3 separate regions of the Anser cygnoides genome follow, and regions 1 and 2 are each linked to region 3. The links are chromatin contacts, called in public Hi-C maps. All regions are on one chromosome and are shown on one strand. Each heading gives the region's core, a stretch centred on a gene start, on an enhancer-like site or on the middle of the called end of the contact. The rest is flanking DNA. Distances are from core to core; before and after follow the strand shown.

Evidence for each region. Hi-C and Micro-C count contacts between places; a contact is called where the count stands out from the background.
Region 1: a Hi-C map of liver shows a contact between it and region 3, with 20 times the contacts expected there. The contact joins two enhancer-like sites. A contact is called at or near these places in 4 of 7 Hi-C or Micro-C datasets (granulosa cells and liver).
Region 2: a contact with region 3 is called in a Hi-C map of liver, with 5 times the contacts expected there. The contact joins the promoter of DIO3 here to the enhancer-like site in region 3. A contact is called at or near these places in 3 of 7 Hi-C or Micro-C datasets (fetal liver and liver).

What each region holds. Positions count from the first base shown.
Region 1 is chr5:54,943,202-54,946,275 of Taihu_goose_T2T_genome, forward strand. It overlaps LOC106047813 (a long non-coding RNA gene), which reads right to left. Exons shown (of 17, transcript XR_010832008.1): 5 at 2,698-2,796. Among named protein-coding and RNA genes, the nearest start is that of DIO3, 170 kb to the right of the region's middle. Within about 2 kb of position 1,555, at least 2 of the 3 cell types and tissues checked have open chromatin away from gene starts, as enhancers often do. A contact at or near this core is called in liver, where this site is marked.
Region 2 is chr5:55,113,751-55,117,068 of Taihu_goose_T2T_genome, forward strand. It overlaps DIO3 (iodothyronine deiodinase 3), which reads left to right and starts at 1,496. Exons shown (of 1, transcript XM_013199473.3): 1 at 1,496-3,080. The coding sequence starts at 1,649. The coding sequence ends at 2,473.
Region 3 is chr5:55,046,886-55,050,134 of Taihu_goose_T2T_genome, forward strand. No RefSeq gene overlaps it. Among named protein-coding and RNA genes, the nearest start is that of DIO3, 67 kb to the right of the region's middle. Within about 2 kb of position 1,271, at least 1 of the 3 cell types and tissues checked has open chromatin away from gene starts, as enhancers often do. A contact at or near this core is called in liver, where this site is marked.

The sequences.
Region 1 (3,074 bases), core at 305-2,804, 100 kb before region 3:
CCATGCCCTGCATAATGCGTTCCCTTCTGCGTCTGTTGATTTCAACCAGTTCCTGATAATACTTTCCTAGCAACCTGTCCATGTCTTGCTGCAGCCGCATAAAATATAACTCATTCAGTTTCACATCATGACAGTACACTCAGAGGAAAATCTAGGTTTACATACTCTTCAAATACATTTTAGTTGTACTTATTTTCCAAATTCTCTGAGAAATTCACCTACAATCCCTAATGAAAAAATGTGCAAAAATGTAAAACAGCAACAACAAACAAGATGTTAATACCCTACAAATACATGCTTACTGGTTGGGGAAAATAAGAATACTCCCTTCTTCCTTTACTCTCCTCTTTAGATCCTTCCTTTCTTCTGCCTCATTTAATACTAAAAGACTCAAGATGAACAAAGCATGAAGTCTGTGACACTCTCAATTGTGTTTCAGGTGCAATACACATTGATTTCCTTCATGCGATCATACCTTCTTCCATTGCACAGTCTGAGAAGCCATCCTGCCTATGACTGCTTTGCCAAAGGAACTTTCTCTTTACTCATCTCCTGGCTTAATAACCGCAGTGTTGCTCAGCATCTGCAATTGCAGTTTGTTGTATGTAACACATCATTTATGTACAGCTCTATAAGGTGGGTAAAGCATACTGCTTCCCACTTATTTTTATAAGCTGAACCTAATTAATGTCATTTGGTATGCCAGGGATAAGAGGACAGCTGGAAACCATCAAGGGAAAATGGGAGCAGTGCATTAGCTGTTTTTTTCAGTCAGCTGTTTTACTGCCCAAGGCGCACACACATGCACACCCTCTGCTTCATCTCTCAGGTCCAGTTCTGCTTTCTGTACTACCACTGCCACTCAGAAGTCAATAGAATTATTCCAGCTTTACAGGGGTATAACAGAGAACAGGCTTGGCCTGTATCCTACTGGCACTTGAAGCATTCCTGTTTTATCAAAATTTGATACTTAAAACATTCTGGGGATATAAATAATCAGGATAAAATAGCAATTAATACAACACACAATTGCCTTAGACTATGCCTAGAAATCTCATCCAGCTCACAAATAAAAGTCCACACAGTCAAGCCACAAGTCTCAGCCTACAGACTCTATCACATATCTTTGTCATATCTCCTGGAGACCAAACATGAGATTTATCCTAACCATAAGGAACAGAAGCAGCAAACTGAGGTTCACTGAAAATGCCATCCTACTGGTCTACTACTCAGCCCTGGGAACAGTTAGCCAGAACACTTCTGCTGACCTCAGCTTCTGGGATAGCTCCTCGCTTAACCCTGAACCTTTCACATACACATGAAGATAAACACCCGAAGTTCTACATACTAAGACTTAGACAAACACATTTTATGCCAAAGGGCATAGGCCAATAACCTGCAAAGATCCACACCCACACAGAATTGCACAATGGACCACACGTATTTTGGAGCATGGCATTTGCCTATCACTAAGAATTATCAAGCACCAGTCATTTCCAGAAACGGTTTGCTGCTCTCAGCGGATCAGTTACACTGCATTTATTTTTGCTCTAAGCAATACCTTCTATGCCAGTCATTCATACCAATTTGAGAGCTCACCCAGATCCTTTCCTCACCCTTTTCCAGGTCCTCAAACTCAAGAACATTTAATTCACCAAGTAGAATTCCTCTGGCTCCTCTGCAATCCTGATTTCAACTTTATCCTGAAGAGCTGCCAGAGGCATAGAGAGCCTACTCCACAGGGATCCCAAATTCCACAGTCTACTGAAGCTAAACACTACATGGCAGCAAATCTTTCAAAAGAAAGAGGCTCCATAAAACACCATCAGAGATCTAACATTTCAAACAAGAATTCATGCATCATTTGTAACCTGTTCAAGCCTGGACACTAAGCTGATGCACAGTTCTCTTCTGATCCTCAAAAGCCAAGCACCAGGTACCTCACTGGTGCCTTGGGTCTAAGCTCTGATCCAATGGATGGCAAGTGGATGGAGCCCAGCAAGACCAGTACTCCTGTCAAGAGTGGCAGAACTTTCCTCCTAGTTCCACCACTTGCAGAGTAAGCAATACACCATTTAATTGGCATCCTAAGTAACTCTTTCAGAACAGATACAAAGAATAGAAGCTGAAGAAGCAGCTCCTGAATTCATCCAAAATGCTAAATTAAAAGATATTTTGTAGATTTTCAACTGCCGTTCAAAAGGCCTAACTAACAATCCGATTAATCTCAAAATAATAAAAGCCCTTAATCTAACATATATCAGCAAATTCCTGTTTCTCTCTTTTCTAACAAAAATAACAACACTTTAGTTGCCAGTGCATTAATAAGATCCTATTTCTGCTCCAGAGACTGAATCAAACCTTTGTTCTTCACAGCAAAGGATTAAGAAGGTTGCTATTTTGGTAATGAGATGTGGTAGAGGTACTTACTTCGTAGCTGAGATCCAGGCTGGATGCCTGAGAAAGGAATAAACTCTGTTACCTCAGATGAACTTTATTCTTATAATTGGTATATCAAACTCTGCTGGTATGATGTGTGTCATTAGCAATAAAAGACAGACTATTCATGAATAATTACAATTTTATAGTGTTTAAGCTCATTCACAAAATGTGCCCTATGTTGTACAGAAAGTCATGGATGTAGATTATAACGTAGCTAAACATACACCCGTAATAAATAAGAAAAAAATTACTTACTTTCTAGGTAAGTTATTGGTCAGCTGCTTCTTTTTTTCCACTTTTTTTTTTTTCTGGATATCTGGATATATGCTTTTAACAGCACATCATGGAGAAAAGCTGTCATAAAGTGGCACAAGAAAAAAGAACTGTCAGGAAAAACAGCACATGGACAGGGACAAATGAGAGAACACTCTGAAAAGAAGATCAAATCATAGGACACAGATCCAAGTGCTGAGGCACCAACTTGGTGCCCAGATGATTGAGAAAACTGTTTGTGAAGCTGGAAAAGGAAGCACTGACCTGTGAAAATGAAAGCAACTTCATGAAAACATTAGTCATGTCACAAATATGTTGTTTATAGTTATCATAACAACATTTTTATTAAACAAACATGT
Region 2 (3,318 bases), core at 246-2,745, 67 kb after region 3:
GAACCCTGCATCAATGGAGTGGCAAGGCTGTGAGCAGAGCCATCGGTTTTTGCCTAGTATTGTGTCTAGACACCAAACTAGATTTAAGCCGCATACCTCTGGTACAGGTCTCCATCTAGCCCAGCAAGAAGGAATTTATGGGCTATAAATTCCTCCTGCCTGGGTAAAGACTGGAGGCAGCTAGTCTGTGCTCGCCTCTGTGTACTGCAAGCATTTCACCACAGGTAACACAGCCCCCAACCCTAAAACTGGTGTTCGCACATCTGCTCTGTGGACGGGACACACGGGTCCACCCGACATTGCCCACGACATGCCTCTTCACCCCGCTGCTTGAGGACTTCGCTAGGCCCGCTGATGCAAGGGGCTGGGATTTCTACTTCGCAGGACAACACAACACAATACTGCTGCTTCCTCCTGAGTTGCTGCGAGGGGGCTTCGAGGCTTCCATCTCACCTGGGTGCAGTGGGCGACGTAGTGGGGGCCGCGGCCGGCTGTCCCCACTGCCGACGGGATGGGTTCCAGGGGACAAGCCCAGAGGACGGGACGGGACGGGACGGGACGGGACGGGACGGGACGGCAGCCCCGGGAACGCTACGCCGGCCCCATCCAAGCCGCCGTCGAGCTCTCCCGACGGCCTCCTGCGGCACGGCCCGGCCCCGCCTTCACACCCGGCCGGCCCCGCCAGGCAGCGGACACCCGGGGGCCGGGGGGGTGGCAGGGTCCGGCGGCTCCCCCCCTCCGCCGCCACCACCACCGGCACGGCCGCCGCCGCTTCTCGGGCAACAGCTCCCCTTAGCGGCCGCAGCGCCGCCCGCCGCCCGCCCCTCCTCCGCCGCGGGCCAGCGCCCGCCGGCCGGAGCCCACCTGGCACCCCCTGAGCCCCGCCGCGGGGCCGGGGCAGCGCCCGCCGCCCGCCCCGTCCCGTCCCGTCCCGTGCGCCCCGTGCGCCCCGTCCGTCCCGTCCTGTCCCGTCTCCTCCCGTCCCGTCCCGCCCCGCCGCGGGAGGATGCGGGCGAGACCGCGGGTTCGAGCTCCGGTGTCCCCGGTGCCCGGTTGTGGCCGTGCCCGCTTGTGGCTGTGCCCGGTTACGACCGTGCCCGGGCCGCGGGCTGAGGAGCGGGGAGGGACGCGGCGCGGAGCGGGCTGCCCGTCCCTGACACCTGCGGGCGCCGCCGGGACGGCGCTGCCCCGGCCCCGCTCCTGCGCGGCCCCGACCCCGCTGTCGGGGCGGGGGAGTGGGGGGGGGGCCGGGCTGCGCCTGTTGCATTGTCCCTGGCGGGGCTGGCAGCGAGCGGCCGCCGCTATCTGCGGCCGGGGACCCCGGCCGTGCCCTATCGCGGACTCTCTGCTGGGGCCTGATAGCGGCTGCTCCCTGCTCGGCTGCACGTCCCCTCGCAGCTCCCGCCGGGGCTCTCTCCCCCTTTGTCTGTGTATTTTTAGGTCATTAGAGTGGAGGGGTAGGTAATCCCCAGGCTCAAGTTCCAGAGGGGCGGGTTCTGGCCGGAGGTGGAGTCACTTTTCATTTAAATCCCTGACTATAAAATGGGCTTAAAGAGAAGCGGGATCTCAGCCGTGCCGCGCAGACCCCGGCAAGCAGGGTACGTGGGGGCCCCCGGGCAGCCGGCGCCCCGCAGCACCAGCCGCGACGATGCTCCACTCCCTCGGCGTTCACACCTTGCAGCTGCTCACCCAGGCGGCCGCCTGCATCCTCCTCTTCCCCCGCTTCCTGCTCACCGCCGTGATGCTCTGGCTCCTAGATTTTCTGTGCATTAGGAAGAAGATGCTACTGATGCCCACGGCGGAGGAGGTGGCCAGAGCCAGCGAGGGGCCGCCCCCCGACGACCCCCCGGTCTGCGTGTCCGACTCCAACCGCATGTTCACGCTGGAGTCGCTGAAAGCCGTGTGGCACGGGCAGAAGCTGGACTTCTTCAAGTCGGCGCACGTGGGCTCCTTGGCCCCCAACCCCGAGGTGATCCAGCTGGACGGGCAGAAGAGGCTCCGCATCCTGGACTTCGCCCGCGGCAAGAGACCCCTCATCCTCAACTTCGGCAGCTGCACCTGACCCCCGTTCATGGCCCGCCTCCGGTCCTTCCAGCGCCTGGCCGCGCACTTCGTGGACATTGCCGACTTCCTGCTGGTGTACATCGAAGAAGCACACCCCTCCGACGGCTGGGTCAGCTCGGACGCAGCCTACAACATCCCCAAGCACCAGTGCCTCCAGGACAGGCTGCGGGCAGCTCAGCTGATGAGGGAAGGGGCGCCCGATTGCCCCCTGGCCGTGGACACCATGGACAATGCTTCCAGCGCCGCCTACGGTGCCTACTTCGAGAGGCTCTACGTCATCCAGGAGGAGAAGGTGATGTACCAGGGAGGCAGAGGACCAGAGGGCTACAAGATCTCGGAGCTCAGAAGCTGGCTAGACCAATACAAAACCCGGCTCCAGAGCCCCAGCACGGTGGTCATCCAAGTGTAAAAAGGACCTGGCAAAAGGCGCAGGGGCGGAGAGGGGAGGGGAGGGCGGGAGGAGAGGTGGCGAGGGAGAAGGCACCGCGACGCGGATGGCAGGAGCCCTCCTCCCCGGGGACACTCGAAGGAGGCTGCCGTGCGAGCTTTCGAGCAAGATGTGCCATAGTCCTTTCTCTATTCAAATCATGTTGATTTGCCAGCCACGCTCTGTCGATACTGTATTCCCATGTGCGTTTTGTAAATAACTCTTCTTTTTTTTTTTTTTTTCTTTTATTTGGAGAAGCGTTTACTAATTTTTAAGGAGGCTCTCTTCCTTCGGGATCTGTTCCCAGCTGCGTGTGTGCGCGGGTGTGTGTCTGAAAAGTTGTGTACAAGTGCTCCGTGCTGCCTAGCAAGTGCTAACTGGGATTTCTAGTATTTCTTTGTGATGACCGATTTTGAAATGGGTTTCTCTAATGCCAGGAAATCGCGTCTGATGTTGTCAAGTACTAGAACTGCCAATAGCCAGAGCTGAACGGAATGTCCTATTTATGGGGGGGTTTTGTAAGACGTTCGTTCACCTTTTTTTTTATGAATTTTTTTAAATAATAAAGGTTGAGTAAATACACGTCTAACCTTGCCCGTCTCTCTATCTCGCTCCAGAGCGCCACATTCACTTTCCCTTTTGCCTACCTTGTAGCGTCCTCTTCGCGGCCGAGGAGGGGAACGCGAAGCGGCCGGAGGGAGAGGATGCGCAGCTGGGGGCGGCGAGCAGGGCTGCGGCAGGACCCGGAGAAGAAGGGGGGCACTGAGGGTCCCCAGGGGAAAAACACACCTCCGGGGCTCCCGCGGGAGGGGGAACGGCGCTGGCCC
Region 3 (3,249 bases), core at 21-2,520:
GTGGTTTGAGGATGGTTCCCTCTTCCCCTCCCCTTCCCTCCCTCCCTCTCGTGTTCCCCCCCCGGCCCCCGGGGGGGGGTCTGGGTTTGCGCAAAACCACAAGAGCTGCGGCCCCTTCGCCCCGGGGCTGTTGATTTACCCGAGGAGAGTCCCAAATAAGAAGCTGTTTGTGCTCGAGCTGGAACGCTGGAGGCTTTCTAAGAATGGCGCTTTTCTTACTCCTTTTTTTTTTTTTTAATTTTATTTTATTTTTATTGGTACATCGAACCAGCCTACAGCATTGCTGGCGTCTTTCCACCAGGTGCCTGGGGCTGAGAGGAAAATGCAGATGAATCTTAAAATTATGAGACAATTTCCCTCCCCTCCTCCTAGATAAAATAATGTTGAGAGACATTTGGTAAAAACTGACGAAGAAGGGATTCAGGCTGGAAATAGAAATCAGCTTCACCCCATCAGAGTGGTGGGGACCCTGAAAGGCCTTCCACAGGCAGGAAGCAACCAAAGCAGCTGGGAGATGGAGTTTGACTGGTTTGTGAACCAGCTTCTGAGATGGGGTTACCACCCACAGCAAGGGACTTGACCCCATGATCTAAAACGTCCCTCCTCAACCCTTTTCCTACAAAATAACTTGCACTTCTACACACCAAAAGAATCTCAAAGTACATTGCACACACTGAGCTGTTATGCTTCACACACTCTTGTAGGGACGGCTCTGCATCCCCATTCTACGGTAGAATTACCTGGCTTGGTCCAGGTGTCACTCTTGGAGCTGGGGGCACGCACTCGGTCAGACAGCCAGAGCTCACATCACCACCCAGCACTGCTCTGCTCACTGAGGTCCTGAGCGAGGCTGATGCTGTTAGAAACTGTGAGAAGGGTACCTGGCAGTACAAGAGGCTGCTTTGCAAGATCCAGGAAATACCAATTCTGGATGTTGTTTTAAAGCTAAGTATACAGTATCAGGAAACATACCTGGAACTGAAGGGTTTAGTTTTTGGACTCTCTCTGTTTGACTATTATAATTACTTAACTAAACTCCATTTAGTCTTGATAAGTAGCCCCTGTTCCTTTTAGAGAAATCTAGCTGAATTTACTGAAGGGTTTCCTGCTCACCTGATTTACAAAAGCAATCGTTTTCTTTCTGAATAAATGGAGAGCACTGGCTGATACTCATGCCTTCGATGTAGACAGAAAAACCCAGACTCGAATCTACTTGCTTTTCTTATGCAAATCTGCTCACAAGATTAGAAGGGAAAGCAAACAGCAGTTCCAACCTTAAGATCTTTCTTCTTTTTAGAGGCAGCCTGTTGTATAAATCTGAAACAGAAACTGTTTTCATTTGAAGATCAAATAGAAGTTATCTGGTGAAGCTGACAAACAGGGGCAGAATAATCTGTTTGCATTTTTGGGAAATGGATAGCTCTGGTTTTGTTTCAAGGCAAGTAACTTTTAAATAATATTTAACGAAATAATTGACCTTGATGTTTAAACTACAACTTCCTTCACGTCATTAAGCCCACTGTTTTTAAAAAAAAATGTTTAGTATCTGAACTCTGGCATTCATTCTGCTAATCTCATAATAACATTTGTTTCTTGTGGAATTTTGTTTGATGAACTCATCGGTGAAAGAGGAGAGAAAGAGTTCAGAACAACACAAGCTTCACAGCTCATTTATATTTTTCTCTCTCTGAAAAAAATAGCAAAAAGATACGCAGAATGACTTTTCAAGAATAATTTTTCAGATGGAGGGAACAAGGAGAAGCTTTGTACAGCTTTGTACAAGCCCTAGGAAAAACTGTGTTCTTTTAACATATAATCTGACTTTAAAAATGCATTGCAATCCTTGACTACAAATAATGATTTTGTGGAATTTGTCCTCATGATAATTAAGGTCTGAGTCTGCTTTTGAAATGTGAGAAAAATGGAAATAACTCCATAAAGTGTGTCTATCACATAAAGCTTTTAGGACAGCCTGATTCACACTATATCCTGCTCTTTGTTCAGCTGACAGATTTCCAACAGCAGAAAGAGGCACATTTCTGGGGGCTGCTATTATCTAAGCTAAATATGTACATTTTGGATCAGTTCTATTTTATTTGAACACTCACAACTTCTGCTTGGGGATCTTAAGCATGAAAGGATTGCAGAGATGTGCATTTTATTAGCTATCCATCAGTCTTTGTACATAGACAAAGGTAGCACATAAACACACACATTTACTAGGCTCTCTGCTCAGCAAGAGTTCAGAAAATTACATGCAATGTGATTTCAAATAAAAACAAACAAGCAACCAAACAGCAAACACATTACCATGCAAGCAAGCAAGCAAACAAACAAACAAGGTGGGGGGAAATAAAGTAATAAATGAACATGCAGAGTTTAGCCTAATTTTTGTTTGTCTGTAAATGAAAAACATTGTGGCAGCAGTGGATTCTTTTCTTTCTTTCTTTTTTTTTTTTTTTTTAAGTTACGTGATCCTTGAATTACAAAACACTGGTATCTACCTAAATGCTGTTGTGTACCCTGCACGTCATGTACTCATACACAGATGAAAGCTCTTCCTTTATCCCTGCTAGCACATACTTTTTCTCTCCAATGGGCTCCTCCTTTCAGTACGTGGATGTATGAGGAATCAGGTTGCTTTACTCTCAACAAAGGACACATAGCTACCATTTCTAGTGATTAAAAATATTTGAACTCCCCCCCCCTCCCCCCCTCCACCCCCTCCCCCACCCCCCACCCCAGTGCACAAACAGCTAGCTCAATAATGATTGCAGGCCCAGGATCTAGAGAACGTGATGGTGTTACACAACTGGAGATGTGACGTTTTCTGGCAATCCGAGCAGGGTCATGCTGAACATGGGACAATACAAATTACTTGTCAGGCATCATGTTGATACAGGTTGTCTCAAACTTCACATGAATGTCAAGCAGTGCAGGCAGGCATAAACAAAGTGGCAGAGTCATCTCCCACCTCAGCATTATCCTCTGTCTCTCACTCCCCTATTGCAGGACTGGCATCTCAGAGCGTCCCAGTGCAGCCCCTCGAGCTCCTGTCCAGCTCCTTGACCCCACATGCTAGGCACCATCTGACACAGGAGCAGCACTCACACCACAAGGGATGGTGTGTGCTTGCAGGAGATACAGCTATTGGGCAGGGTCTGTCACCCCCATACTACAATCCCATGTTGTGGCTCAACAGCAGCAAGTGAAGGGAGGAGGCATCCTTGCCCTGTGGGGCTATTGTGT